Regions from separate parts of the Mus musculus genome. Here all the other regions are linked to region 1. A link is a contact called in public Hi-C and HiChIP or PLAC-seq data. All regions are on one chromosome and are shown on one strand. Each heading gives the region's core, a stretch centred on a gene start, on an enhancer-like site or on the middle of the called end of the contact. The rest is flanking DNA. Distances are from core to core; before and after follow the strand shown. Region 1 holds the start of Cnot11 (CCR4-NOT transcription complex, subunit 11). Region 2 holds the start of Nms (neuromedin S). Region 3 holds the start of Il1r2 (interleukin 1 receptor, type II). Region 4 has its middle 34 kb from the start of Il1r2.

What was found. A called contact is a pair of places that touch in the nucleus more often than the background predicts. HiChIP or PLAC-seq counts read pairs in DNA pulled down with a chosen protein or histone mark.
Region 2: a contact with region 1 is called in a Hi-C map of embryonic stem cells, with 4 times the contacts expected there. The contact joins the promoter of Nms here to the promoter of Cnot11 in region 1. A contact is called at or near these places in 2 of 39 promoter capture datasets (embryonic stem cells and hippocampal neurons), 1 of 484 Hi-C or Micro-C datasets (embryonic stem cells), 4 of 115 datasets of contacts at active chromatin or transcription factors (bone marrow-derived macrophages, embryonic basal ganglia, embryonic forebrain and 1 more) and 1 of 9 other capture datasets (embryonic stem cells).
Region 3: an H3K4me3 HiChIP or PLAC-seq map of pro-B cells shows a contact between it and region 1, with 3 times the contacts expected there. The contact joins the promoter of Il1r2 here to the promoter of Cnot11 in region 1. A contact is called at or near these places in 2 of 39 promoter capture datasets (the C10 cell line and pre-B cells), 2 of 484 Hi-C or Micro-C datasets (large pre-B cells and pro-B cells), 3 of 115 datasets of contacts at active chromatin or transcription factors (large pre-B cells, pancreatic cancer cells and pro-B cells) and 2 of 9 other capture datasets (adipose tissue and liver).
Region 4: an H3K4me3 HiChIP or PLAC-seq map of pro-B cells shows a contact between it and region 1, with 3 times the contacts expected there. The contact joins the enhancer-like site here to the promoter of Cnot11 in region 1. A contact is called at or near these places in 3 of 39 promoter capture datasets (the C10 cell line, cranial neural crest and neutrophils), 2 of 115 datasets of contacts at active chromatin or transcription factors (pro-B cells and stem cell-derived neural progenitor cells) and 1 of 9 other capture datasets (liver).

The regions. Positions count from the first base shown.
Region 1 is chr1:39,534,058-39,537,672 of GRCm38.p6, reverse strand. It overlaps Cnot11 (CCR4-NOT transcription complex, subunit 11), which reads right to left and starts at 1,972. Exons shown (of 7, transcript NM_028043.3): 1 at 1,336-1,972; 2 at 93-257. The coding sequence starts at 1,834.
Region 2 is chr1:38,937,401-38,941,015 of GRCm38.p6, reverse strand. It overlaps Nms (neuromedin S), which reads right to left and starts at 1,867. Exons shown (of 10, transcript NM_001011684.2): 1 at 1,655-1,867. The coding sequence starts at 1,730.
Region 3 is chr1:40,082,897-40,086,511 of GRCm38.p6, reverse strand. It overlaps Il1r2 (interleukin 1 receptor, type II), which reads right to left and starts at 1,798. Exons shown (of 9, transcript NM_010555.5): 1 at 1,693-1,798. Gm16894 (predicted gene, 16894) reads left to right here and starts at 661. Exons shown (of 4, transcript NR_037980.1): 1 at 661-899; 2 at 1,225-1,368; 3 at 1,498-1,545.
Region 4 is chr1:40,049,376-40,052,990 of GRCm38.p6, reverse strand. No RefSeq gene overlaps it. Among named protein-coding and RNA genes, the nearest start is that of Il1r2, 34 kb to the left of the region's middle. Within about 2 kb of position 1,615, at least 57 of the 459 cell types and tissues checked have an H3K27ac peak or open chromatin away from gene starts, as enhancers often do. A contact at or near this core is called in pro-B cells, where this site is marked.

The DNA of each region.
Region 1 (3,615 bases), core at 723-3,222:
AGAAATGTAAATTTAAAAGAAAAAACTTGTTGATTTTAAGCAGGGGATCTCAAGAACCGACAAGAATGTCCCAATCACTGGCCCTCCCTCACCTGCCAGGGCTAACTGAAGGCCGCTAATGTCCACAGACTGTCCCATGTTTCCAACGTCCATCAAGGCAATCTGGCGAGGTGTCTTTTTGAACAGTTCCCTTGGGGGTGCCAGCATGAGCTGGGAGAGGAAAAACTTTTCTGGTGGAGTTATAGGAGGCAGGAACCCTGCAAATAAGAATGCATGCCGGTTTCTCGCCAATGGGTACTGGTAAAGTTTTAAAATTTAACTTTAAAAGTTAACTGGAAACTTTGCTACTTGCCACGTGGAGCTATTCTTATGATCTAAATGTAACTGAGTTCCAGCTGATTGAATATTCACACTTAGTACACATAGTAATCCATAAACAAATATATCGCTTGAGATTCTGTGATCTATGGAAATGTCAATGAAACGTAAGGTTTTAATAGCTGTTGAGAACTTTTTGTTATCAAATACTTAGATTCCTACAAATTTAAACATACTTTAAAAATTATATATATATGTATATGTGTGTGTATATCTATATCTCTATCTCTATCTCTATATCTATATATATGTACATATGTACATGTATGTCAGCCTGTGAGTGGTACAGCTGTCCCAGAGTCCTGGACGAGGCTCATGGTATAGAGGAAGTGACCCTGGGTTCCATCCACAGCACCAAATTTAGGGGCGCATCCTCAGGTGTAATCTATGCCTGATCTTAGCAATGCTGCAAAAGCAAACATTCCACAATACTGCCCAGGACACATGCATCTTTGAATGGTTAATTAGAAACGACTTCATCCTCTCCTCACGCGACATTACAGCTAACCAAGGAGTTGGCTGCAAAGACTTTAGATATTGTGGTGATGTGGACTTCAACCTCAGGTTCTTAATACCGACTTCTTTACTCGGAGGCTTAAAAAGGGGGTAAACTCAGTGCCATTGGCTGTAACTTCGCATACCTCAGGACCTTACAATCAAGAATGAACCGTATCTGGCATACTAAAATATGTCCAGCCCGTTTGTGGGCTTGTACGATGTGTTGGCTTTTTCGATTGGGAGGGATCATCTGGAGTGTAGTGAATTTGAAAAAAAAAAAAAACCAAAAAAACAAAACTTGCAACTTCTATCTCTCCCCTATTTTAGGGAAAGAAAGTATGGAAAAGGAGGGAGGGTCGATCCCCTCCAAGGAGGCTGAATGTCCCTAGCTGACGACCCCCCTCCCACCCCCACCCCAGAACAGCTGGCTGCGCCCGCACGGCTGGCTGCGGGACGTACCTGAGAGCGGGGGCCGGTCGGGCTCCTGGCCGCCGCGGGCGGGCGGCGCCGGGTTGAGCAGGTGCGCGAAGCTGGCCGCGAACGGGTTGGCGGCGAGCGGCTCGGTGCGGTACATCTCCCAGAGCAGGTAGAGCGCCGTGAGGCGCTGCGCCGCGCTAGGCAGCAGGTCCGGCTGCTGCAGCAGCATCACCAGCACCGAGCCCAGGCGGAAGTGGTCGGCCTTGCTGAAGTAGTGGTGGAAGGCGGTGGACAGGCCCTCGAAGGTGCTGCCGCCGCCCGCCTCCTCCGAGATGATGCTCAGCAGGCTCGAGAGCTCCTTCGGGGTCAGGCTCATCCTGCCCGCGGGGCCTCCAATCCCTGGCCCAGGGCCGCCTGCTCCGCCTCGGCCTCCGCTCGAGCCCGCCGGGCCGCTCCGGAACGCCGCTGCCTCCCGCGCCCCTCTGGGATCCGCTGAGGAGAGAAGCCGGCCAGACGCCGTGCTCGCCCCGCCGCCGGGCATCAACCTCGCCCGCCTACCCCGCTTCCCGGCCGAGAGGCCCAAGGCGCCGACTCGCTGCGTCCTCCCGCGGCCGTAAAGCGCACCCTTCCGCGACAGCGTCGCAAACAAAAACAGTGCCTAAGTCAGACGAGCGGAACGGAGACACAGGGCCGACAGACCGACGACGCTGGCCGAGCGGAGGTTCCGGAGACGCGAGTGGGCGGGGCGCCGTGTCCGGAAGGGGGCGGGGCGCCGTGGAGGGCGGGGCCGCGTGGTCTCTGAGCTGTCCGAGTGGTCCTTCCCTGCCTGAGTGATGTAGAGACCGCCGTTAATTGCCCTTAAAGCCCTCAGAAGCGATCCTTGGGTGACAGGGTGGCGCCAAACCTGCCCAGTCAATATTGCCTAAGTTATAATTTGGAAACTAGGTCTTAGATGCTAACTGGTCTGATAGAGCATCCTTGACGGCTCATTTCTTGTAAATACCAATGAAAACAGGATTCTCAGAAACAGTTTAAATTTCGAGCCTTGCTCGTATTCTCAGAGATGGGGTCGTACCGCACATAAACGTTTGGTTATGTGAACAAAAATCTAGGCGAGGCCGGCACCAGGGAGGCAGAGGCAGACGAACCCCTGTGAGTTCGAGGCCAGCCTGGTCTAAAAAGAAAGAAAAAAAAAAATCTGAGAAAACTGTCTCGAGAAATATTCGTTTACAAAATCGTTTGCAGTGCTTCTTTTTCCTTAGCCTGCCCTAGGGCACTTTTTCTGGACGCCTTGGCTGAACACTGGAAAACCCTGGAAATTTCTTTACATACCAGCCTCCTGGACCTGGTCCCCTGTGATCTGTTTCAAAGGCACCGCTGCCCGCTCCCCACCCCTATGCTCCGGTGGTGACTAGTATCCACTCTAGAGTTACAGAAACCGAGCGACTGTCATCAGCGTCACCTGCTAGCTACCCTGTGCTAAAACTCTTCGGCAGCTGAAAGTTTTCTATTTACCGCTGAAGTTCTCAAGGAAATCTTCAGGAACAGGTGATGGGTATGGCGCATATTTTAAAGGCCTCTTTAGTTTACTGTTAAACCTGTGGAGGGGTTCTGCCAATGAACATTGCAATCAGCAGAAAATATAGCTTGCCAAACGGGGCAAATGATTCAAATTACCTCTTCTACTACTACTACTACTACTACTACTACTACTACTACTACTACTACTAATTAGTCAACTATGTTCTCTTTGAGCCTTTTTACATTGGATGCTCTATGACAACTAATCATACTAAAACCCACTCATGCTAGTTATTGTCATAACTTATTGTTAGTTGATAACTTAAATGTTAGTACAGTATGGGTGTTTCGAGATGTTTTAAGGTATTTGAGCACAGCACGTTACCCGCCAATAGAGCTGATTTCCACTAAGATTAATACCAAGAGCGTCTTCCCTGTTTCCACTGGGCTTGTTTCTAGGGTTTCTCTGCCATTACCACAAACTGAGTTCATTTTCACTGTAGAACCCACTTCCTCTCCCTTCCTGAGGCTGAACGTCTGGAATGGGTTATATCAATTCTGCCATTCACCTTTGAAGCATCAAGGGGAGAATTCTTCCAAGTCTTGTTCTAGCTTCCAGTGATATCCAAAGACCCTGGTATCCCTTGGCTTATAGCTGCACCTTTCCTTAATTGTTATTAAGTTTCGAACTGGGACTCCCTGCTGAGATGCATATTAACATATCAAAGCTAACCCGGCAGCCTGTTTTTTTCCCAGCCACCCCCAGTTCCTACCTGACAGGCTATGGCTGGCACACCCCTC
Region 2 (3,615 bases), core at 618-3,117, 600 kb after region 1:
CCCTTCTGATAAATGAACCTGTCTTTTCATTTGCACATGATATAACACTCAGGGGTTTATGTAATTGAATCCATGAGGTAGGTCAGCACCAACAAAATAAGATTAATAAATACATACAATGTCCTGAACTTTTATATCTTAAAATATGGAACAGGGGCCATATGGCTCAAGAGAAATTTATTCTAACAACAACATAATACATACATATATACACACATACATGCATGCACACACATATACACAGACACATACATACAGGCATGCACAGATACATGCATACACATACACACACACACACAGTGGCAGCTATTTGCTCTCTGCAATCTGAGTCAAGAGAAAGCCAAACCAATATTCTGGCATATTTTAACAATAATGTTCAAGCCTTGAAGAATAACACCTGACTTGAAAGGATACAAAGTAATGTAGAATTAAAGGTGCATATAGTTTTCTCTAGAAGGACAGAAATTAGAATGTATATGTTAAATCTCTTCAATTATTTTGAGAACTGTCACAAGCAAGGAATCTTCATTGAATCCTGCATAGCTCTGCAGATCTTAACAAGAATGCCTGTTTTGAAATCAGATGTTAGGATGTTGCAGCTTAGTATAAATATATTTTTTATGATTGTGATCATTTGATAACAGGAGGTACTGCAAACCAACCCCACGAGGTCTTACTGAGAAGTCTGTGTTAATACAAAGATGAAGACCAAATCAAATAGAAAAATAGGGGAGGATGGATAGAAATATGCAGACAATTAGATTAAAAACCAAAATTTCAAAAGCAAACCATGAGCAAGATTTTATAAGAATCCAGAGGGGCAGCAGCTGATTGTCTGGGGCTGTCAGTGAGCTGAAGGTTAGACAAAGTAACTGAACATTGTCTAGAAGATGAGCTGGGAACCATAGAGGATACCTGATGCTCTGGAGATGTTAAGATAATACCATGTCTCACAGTGGCCAAGTGCTGCAATTACTCTTTAAGAGAAAACAAACACTGTGTTTTCCCAAGGTTCCCTATGCCTCTAAATCAAAATTCTAATGGAAAAGTCTTAATAGTCCCTGTTTCCAATCATGGCTCTCCATCAATAGCCTAGTTTCCTGCACTCTGTGGCAAACTCCCTGGAGATGCTGATCTGATCAAGGACTTCAGACCCTTCTCCCCACTTCTGACTCCCTATAAACTGCCCAAAAACCAGAGATGCAGCACCCGGTCAGCACCGTGGACAGCGTCCGAGGGACGCTCACCTTCCAATTTCCCTGATAGAATTCTTTCTGTCTGCACAGTTGCTCTCCTCTCTCTTCAGCTGCCCATCACCTTTCAGTTTGGGGGACTTTAAACCCAGTTTCCCTCCCTGTGTTATCTCTGAAACAGACCACTAAGAAGGGTCTTCCCCCAACTCACATAGAGACCATACCCTCTTCAGTTTCAGCAACCACAAAATCAGGACACTCCTGGGGCAAGAATTGTTTGATCTGAGTATCTCTGGATAAGGGGCTGTGGCTTCTCACCGTGTCCATCACTCCGGTTAGACACAAGTGCCGCTCCTCTAAACAGGAGGACAGATGTGAAGGTAGGTAAAGGAAGGAAGCTTGAGAACTACCCTGACGGGTAAAGATCTGCGCCAGTCTTCCACAGAACTCAGTCCCCTTACCTGAGGAGGGAATCTGTAGCATACAGAAGCAGTAGATGAACAGGATTGGAGAATAGTGGGGGAGCGGGTGTTTCATCTTCAAGCTCTGGATTCTCTTTGCAGACCACAGATACGTTCTGTTCAGAGAGGTGATGAGCATTTCCCGAGGGTCCAGAGGCAGAGATGACCCTCTGCCCTGCATCTATCCAGCCCAGGGCAGTAGGAGCCTTTATTGGCAGAATCCTAGAGCCCATTGGCTGAGCACCAATCAGCGTTGCGCAGGAGGACCCTGGCTTTCTCATAAATGTCATGCTGAGCCCTTATTTGTAGAATAATATCCGCCGAGTGTAAGCATTGTAGAGTCATCTTTTTCGAGCCAGCAATACAAATAAGAAGTGGAGAGTCATAATTGTTATTCTATAATGGTTTGAGAAAAACTTCTGACTCAGGGAAGGCCTGTTCTCCTTTCTTTCTAAACCATAAGGCTGGACATAAATCCATAAACTCTTGCATGTGTTCCTAAAAAGCTGTTTATTTTCTCATAGTGACGAATGGCATCTTGTGGTCTTTGGTGCATCTAAGAAGGAATCCTGGATATAACATGACAGATTATATAAAGTTCAATAAGAATTATCCCATGTCTAACTCACTGGAAGTTCCTTTATAGAAAAAAGTAGTTCATCGACATGACTGCCTAAGGATGAGCGGAACAAGGGTGATAGCAACAGACATGCTAATGTGGGCGGGGAAGTCCAGGGAGCCCTCAACCCTGCACAAAGACCTTTGGGAAACTAAGGAAGGCTGAGAGTGGGAGAAGTAGTCTGACCCGGGGAAGAGAACAACAATTAATTATACAATATTAAATGGTTAGTTAGTCCTGAAAACATATATACAAATAGCATATGGGTGGTGGAGGTTTTCTTATGTGTTTATATATATATATATATATATATATATATATATATATATATGTGTATACATGTATATATTAACATTTAATTAGAAAGCAGTCATGGATTTGAAAGGGCATGGACAGATGAATGGGAAAGAAGAGGGAATGGTCTGATTATATTGTGAACTCAGTAAAAGAAATACTTATTTAAAAAGTAATTGAGCACTTGGGAGGCAGAGGCAGGCAGATTTCTGAGTTTGAGGCCAGCCTGGTTTACAGAGTGAGTTCCAGGACAGCTGGGACTACTCAGAGAAACTCTGTCTTGAAAAACCAAAAAGAAAAAAAAAGTAATTGAGTAACCAAAATCTCACTGTCTACAGTCACAGGCAATTGTGATGGAACACTCCTTTAATAGCAGCACTTGGGAGGCAAGGGACAGGTAGAACTCTTGTGCATTTCAGACCAGCCAGGGCCACATTGAGACTTTGTCTCAAAACGAAATAACATACATAAATAATCATGGTTGGAAATTTGCCTCTTTAAGATTATTTTTAGATTCACTTCTACAGACAAGTTATTATTTCAAAGTCAGTAATTAAAAAACCTGGTTTTTAAACCATGGTTACTTAATACTGAAGATGAATTGGTGTCATGTGCTGAGTTCCTACATGCTGGGAACTGCTCCCATCCCCAGGCAGGCTAGCTTTTAATTAACAGAGAAAACTCATAGTACACAGATCTTATTCTAATTTTATGAATGGGAAGACTGGAGCCAGGAATTATTAAGGAACTGACTGGAGGTCACTCAGCTGCTGCAAGAAATTGACAGGAAGGGCAGCTGAATCTGTGTCGGGGGTCCACAGATAATGGGATTTGGGTTGATAAATTGCTTTTAACAAAATGAACCCTTTGGGGAGTTACATGAGATAGAAAAGAAATAAATTAATGAAATCTTCTGCTTCTTGCCAGAATAATCACACATATGTCATCAAATATTTTAGGGATATATATATATATATATGTATATATATATATTTAATTTTACCCTTCCAGAGGTTACATGATAGTCAATTGATTATTACAATGTACA
Region 3 (3,615 bases), core at 549-3,048, 550 kb before region 1:
TACAGTCCCGCCTGTTGCACACATGTAAAACATCTGATGACTACGACCTCTCGAACATTCAACACTCACCCAATGCTATACATTTACTCATTCCTCACTCCCAAGGAAGGTCTCTTTCCTGACTCTTGAAAGCTTGGTTGCTCACAACATGATCAACACGTGAGAAGAAAGCAGATGCCCAGACATCAACTCTCAGGAATAAAAGTCACCTGCGTGTTTACAAGACTCCCGGGAGATGCAAGAAGCAATGATCTCACAAGTTCCTTGTCCACAGATAACTCCCTCCGTCCTGGGCTCTCTAATGAGCATGAGCCTCATCTAATCTCCTAAGAAAATAGTCCTCCAAAAGGGCTCTTCCCATACAAGCAGTTCCAGCGTGTGATCGAGTCCTTGGGCACACACCCACATCTACTGAATCTGAAAAAAAAAAAAAAAAAATCTGCGTGGGCCAAGCAATGCGTGTCGTAGGCAGATATGGTAAAGGCCAAGTTGGAAGACCTGATAAACAGAGTAGTCGGAAGTTCCTTGAAAAAGCACCCGCTTCTGCCGCTTCTGCTGTCCCTAGAGGCTGGCGCTGCTATCCTGGGGTATGGGAGGAGGGACGTGATCACGTGATCTCCCCGGTCTCACTGTCAAAAAGTCGGACGTGGTCACGTGATCGCTCCATTCTCGCTGTCAAAACAGTAGGATTTGAGGGTGAGCTGGGAATGAGAATGGCTTGGGGAAGCCCAGGACAACCTGCAGCACACGAGGGAGGGTCCATCCCCGCAGCACTACCAGCTAAGAAAAGGAAAAGAATGCATTGAGGCAGGCGAGGCTCAGAGAGGCCTCGGGGAAGACATTCTTCTGCACTTATGCCTGTAGGAACAAGATGCTGATCCCGGAGAGCAAGCCTCCAGGTAAGGCAGAGCTAGAGGAGGGTGAGGTTGATGGAAGCCGATATGGAACACGGACGGAAGCCAGCAACATCCCACTGCAAGCAGGGACTGGGAAGGACAGGCCAGTCTTTTGCCTCTATTTACACAGTAGGAAACCCAGAGAGAAGCTCTGGCCAAGATCACCCTGTGTAAGGAGGCTGAGGTCAGAGACATATAAGCTAGGGCTCAGAAGGGAAAAAATGGGCTTCAAAATAGAGTAGGGGACTGAAGAGAAGAGACTTTAAGAAGCAGAGGAGGGAAAAAAACCAGTACATTCATTTATCTAATAACTGTGTGTGCCAGGCAGGTCTTAGAGTGCTGCCCAGTCTGCCTGGAAGCTATGGTTTCTGAGAGGCATCAGGTACATTTAAAAAAAAAAAATCACCCTAGGAAAGTCCCCAAAGCCTTTCAACGTGCTCTGCGCTCTGTCCCAGATGCTCAGCCTCCCAAGGTAAGAACCCAGCCCACTCCCTTCCTCCAGGTGAATTCTAGATGCTTGTCTGTCCCCTGCTACCTGGATCTGTGGACATTCAATAGCAGCTCTCTGATGTAGTCCCCCCCCTCCCTTTTTTTCTAACAGAGAAAACGAAGTAGAAAACAATCAAGGAATAAAGTGACCTCCACACAGGTGAGGAGACCGCTCACCCAGAGGAAGCTAGGAGACTCATAGAGGGTTGCCTGAGGACCCACTAAAAGCAGACCTGATGTTCAGACTGGTGTCTGACTGGTGACTGGCTTCCTGGTGTCTCCCCCTGCCTCTTTCCCACCTTCTTACCTGGAGCTGTGTATTCTTGTACCTTGCTGCTTCTTGCCTGACTGGGGAAGGCTGCTGGGCCAGACTTTCACCTTCTGTGATGTCCCAGCAGCCCCCTCAGGGATTTATAGGCTCCTGCTTGTGGTTTCCTAACTGGCCTGTGTCACTCACTCTAATTGGGTGGTGGTGGACACACCTTTTCCCTGCTCACGGGGAGCACCCTGCTCATGGTGCTTTGTGCGTACATCCTTGCCATATGGGGAAGTGGCCTAGGAAACTCTGAGTTTCCTTATTTGAGTGTGTGTGTGTGTGTGTGTGTGTGTGTGTGTGTGTCGCTAGAATGGCATGCTTCCAGCCAAGAACACATTTTAAAGTGATGCTGGCTGTACATGAAGAAGTTGTAAACAGTTTCACAGGCAAGATTTCACCCCATCTGCTGGATGCTGCTTAAAACCCAACCATGGTCCCATTAAAGAGAAAAGGAGGGTTTTAAATGAGTGGGACACAAGATCCCCACTCCCACCCCCAAGGAACTCTTCTTGACTAGGAGGAGGATTAAATGGATGGGCTTGTTTTAGGGGGGCCTTTGTTTGGCTTTTTGTTTGTTTGTTTGTTTGGTTGGTTTTGTTTTTAACTTTTTGTCTGAGTCTTTGGAAGCTGGGAACATGCTGCTTAATGTAGAGAAAGTGACTGCTAATGTAAGTTAAGGATTTCCAGGTCCGGAGACAGGCTCGGGTTTGGTGCTTCAGGAAAAAGTGGTAAGACAGCCAAAGGAGGAAGAGGATGGTGTGTGTAGTGCTGCAGTCCATGAGCCAGAGAGCCAGAGGCTGGACAAAAACCCAAGACATGGATGCTGCCCTTGTGGCTCCAGGGACCCTGTATGGACTACAATTCATTCTAGCCCACTGAGGCCCATGCAGACCTCCGACCTCCAGAATGATGTAGGAATAAGAACAAATGCAAATCTCATCCCCTGCCCCCCACCCCCGCCTTCATCTTACCTCCCCAAAAGGAGTCTGAAGCCCATGTTTTCTCTCCCTGTCCTTAATTTGTGAAGTACTTATGAGAAAGAATTGTTTGTATGACAAAGAGTCCTTCTGTTGCCCAGCTGACCAGAGTAGGGCTTAGAATTCTCCACCACATATTGTCTCACTGTGAATTTTATCCTAGGTATTTGATGACCATATTTTCTTCCATCAATATCGCAGAATTTGTATCTGCTAAAGACAAATGAATGGTAAAGACAATGTGTCAAAGTATTCAGAGTTCAGACCACCCCCTCAAACTGGGCATGCATGCATGATGTTGGTGGCTCACACATACTGTCTTCCAGTCACCTTCCTCCACTCTCTGGGCTGCATGTCACTTAAAAGTACCTTGCCACAGGTTTTCCATGGGTGGCTTCTGGTTTCTGAGCCAGAACCACATTGGGTCTAATTGAGGAGGAGTCTCTACCTCAGCATTTGCAACAAGCATCTTGGGTAACAGGCATCTTGAACCTCAAAGGATCTTGGTCATTTCCCATGCACTGGTGGGGAAGTTGAACTGAACATTCTATTGCTGCTGGGCCCATGAATGGAGATGGAGGGATACAGGAGAAGCAGTCATTGTTCCATGGGTCCTGCTGAGGCTTGCTACTGTCACTACTAAGTTTGAACTTTAGTAGTGGTAGTAATAGTAGTAGTTGTTGTTCTTCTTCCTTCTCCTCTTCCTCCTCTCCCTCTTCCTCCTTCTCCTCTTCTCCTCTTCCTCCTCCTTCTCTCCTCCTATTCTTCTTCCTCCTTCTCCTCTTCCTTCTTCTTCCTCTTGTTAGGACCTTACGTTTATCCCTAGCTAGACTGGAACTCTCTATGTAGACCAGGCTAGCCTTGAACTCACAGAGAGCTCCCTGCCTCTGTCTCCCAAGTTTCTGGGATTCCTGACATTCCTAAACCAGGCCTTGAG
Region 4 (3,615 bases), core at 366-2,865, 520 kb before region 1:
ATACATTGTTGTTAGCCATGGTCACTTTGTATACAGAAGACATATCATTCCTTCTAACTAGAGGAATACCCTAACTGAAGTTGATGCTTTTAAGATTGTAGCAACACCTCTCCATGTGATTACCCCAGTCCCAGTAGCCATAGCTCTCTTCTACTTTAACATTTGTACTGTACGCCAGGCGGTGGTGGCACATGCCTTTAATCCCAGCACTTGGGAAGCAGAGGCCAGCCTGGTCTACATAGTGAAGTCCAGGACAGCCAAGGCTACACAGAGAAACCCTGTCTCAAAAAACATTTGTACTGTATTACTTGGTAGGGGTGTATGTGTGTGGGGGTGTGTATGTATGTGCCCATGACACCCATTCAGAGGCCAGAGGAAGATACTGAGTATCTTCCACTGTCACCTGGTCACCTGCCTCCTTGTCCTCCTGTACACTGGTTACTTTTCTATTGATGTGATGGAACCCTGTAACCAAGGCAACTAGGAGAAGGGTTTATGATCCCAAAGGGATAAAGAGGTCACTGCGGGCTAAGTGTGACAGGCGGTGGCGGAAACAGGAAACTCGAAGCTCACGTCCACAAATACAAGCACAAAGCAGAGAGGGCACATTGGAAATGGCTCAAGGCTTTAACCTCCTAACCTTGGAGCCCTCTCCAGCAGTGACAACCTTCCTCCAGCAAGGCCACGCCTCTTTAACCTCAGCAAATAGCACCTACTACTGCCAATCAAGTGTTCAAAGGCCTGAGATGATGGAGATCATTCTCATTCGAACCACTGTACCTAGAGAGGTTTCTCACTTGCCTTACCTCAAGCTCCCGGGAGCCAGATGTCTCTGCCCTTCCCCAGCCCCCTTGCTGGGGTGTCCCCACACCCAGCTTTCATGTGGGAGCTGGAGATTCAAACCCCAGTCTTTATACTTGCATAGAGCACTTTTACCCACCCACGGAGCCATATCCCTGGCCCCTCTACTTTGCTCCTACCAGTTTATGTGACGTTGTTTGCACCTGGCTTATTTTATTTAACAGAACATCTTCCAGGTCTAACCATACCGTCACAAATATATTCGCTACCGTTCATTCACAGATGGATATTTGTTGATTTCATGCTTTGGTATGTTTTTCAACAGTCATTGCCATATTGATTTCCAAAAAAGGGCAACATATACTATCCATAATTCCAATAGTATAGGAGGACTTTCCCAAAATTCCTCTCAATAAAAGGGTATCTTCATCTTAATTTTTATAAGTTGAATATTCTAATTTGCAGCTCCGTAACTGTGAATGGTTTTTTTTTATAGTTGTCTATATCTTTGCAGACTTTTAAGTTGGTTTTGTGAATATGGGTTACTTATTTATTAAATTGACTAACTTTTCTAGATGTTTTGGTTTTTTTCTTTAAATTTTTTGAGTTTTAGCAGTATTTCCATATGCATTAAAAACATCCCCTTCCATGTGATCATTACCCCTTGGTTTCTGCTATGGCTTGTTCATGTGTCAGACAAAGGCCTCTGGGGTAGGACTGAGACCTAAGGGCCTTGGCCTGTGGGGTCAGAGGAGCTGTTTGCAGATGGAGCTTCTTCCTGTGGTCAGGGTCAGGATGCTGAGGCTCTTTCTGCTTCCCCTTTCTTCCATTCCTGGCCATGAGGTGAGCAGCTGCCTCTGTCATACACTCATGATGACACGTAGCCTCACCACAAACCGCAAAGCAATGGGCAAACGGACGACCATTCATGGGCTGGGTCCTCCAAAACCATGAAGACAAGTAAACTTTTCTACTTTTTAAGTTGATTGTCTTCGGGTATTTTATTGCAGCAATGGGAAATTGATAGCTTCGTTTCTAGTATAATTTGATATTCCAAGACATATGTATAATCATAACACATAATATCTTCCAGATTTATTGACTTGGATTAAAAAGTCTCCCTTGTCACAAGCATAAAACATGGCTCCTTACATTTACTTTGTCTGATTTTTATTTGAATATTTTTACATTTGATTTGCGCAGAGTGTTTTATATAGATGAAGGCAGCGTTCGATTTTTCTTTTTCTAAAAATATATTATTTATGAGTATGTGTGTGTGCAGCGCGTATGTGAGGACTCCAGAAGAGGATGTCAGGTCTCCTGGATATGGAGTCACAAGCAGTTATGAGCTGTCTACACGGGTGCTGAGAACCCAAGTTGGGTCCGCATCAAGAGCAACAAGCATCCCTAACCACTGGACCATCTTTCCAGCCCTCTCTTCTTTTGTTTGATGAGTGGTTAGTGGCACTAACACATCGGATAGGTAAATCACAGACCAATTCAAGAGCGGTAGCATGAATAGTATAGTTAAAAAGCAGGTAGACTGATTTGGGGTATCAGTTCCACCACTTCCTGTCTATGGAACCTTAAGTATGTGTGCTGGCTAATTTTTATGCCAACTTGACACAGTTAGAATTGGTAATAAATATCCTGAGACTGACTCTAAGACTGTAGGACTCTCTCTCTGGATGTGGGAGGAGACAGCCCACTGAAGGTGTCACTATCCTGAAGTCAGCTTGGCCATAAACCATGGTGACCTCACAGAGGTTAGCCGCAGAAACAGGGTGGCATCTCTATGGTTGCCTGCAGACTTACTGTTCACCCCTGGTCCCTTGTGACTGACTTTTCCTTCAGACATCTGAGGACAGAGTTTCCAGAGCTCTGAAGTGCTTCATCCCTGAATGTCATCTCTGTTTCCTCCATGGCAGGAACTCAGAGGCCACTTTATTGTGAGAAGGGAAATGGAAGGGCATCTATGGCCAGACTTCCCTCAGGGAGCCTGGCTTCTCTGTCCTGACAGGTCTGTAACCTTGTCCTTCCTCTAAGTCTCTTTCAAACCCTCTTTTCATTAGCACCATAAAAGTCTTGCACAGAGCTGTCTTGCTGTTCCTGATTTCTTGGGCATCACTTCCCAGCATGGGAAGCTGAGGCTACTCAGGGAACCCCACGCCGAGTGGCTGGTGGAGGATTTCCCAGAAGCAGCGAGTCCTGAGGAGGTGCTGCACCATAACTGTGCTGAGGCTCTGGTAGAAGAGATCATTAAGACTTGTTTTTCTGGACCAAGAATAGGAGGTATATTTTACACGCTACATCCTATTCTCTGGACTCTGAGGCCTTGTCCTGCTCACTGAGCATCTATATGCAGGAACTGGTGAGTCTTTCTTCCATCCTGCTGTAGCACCGGACCTATCTTCTTGCCTTGGAGCTCAGCTGACACCCCTCTTCCCGTGGCCTGGCCACCCAATCACAATGTCTAGAGCAGTGGTTCTCAAGCCCCCATCAGTCAGGGCTTCTTGTCATTGTCTCCAAAGGTCAAGGAAGATATTTCCAGAAAACATTTTGGCATGTGTGCTATGTGTGGAAACATGACCAAGGGACAGGAGGAAAAAGCAGAGACCCTTTAAGGCGGTTCCTCACCCTGTGGTGACCCCAATCATAAAAGTATTTCCATTGCTACTTCATAACTGTAACTTTGCTACTGTTACAATCTGTAATGATATCTGATAGGTGACCCGCAAAGGCTCACAAGGACTTAACTGGGCAGAGAACACAAAACTGGTATGAGGTACTGCTGAAGCCGGAGGGATCGTGTTA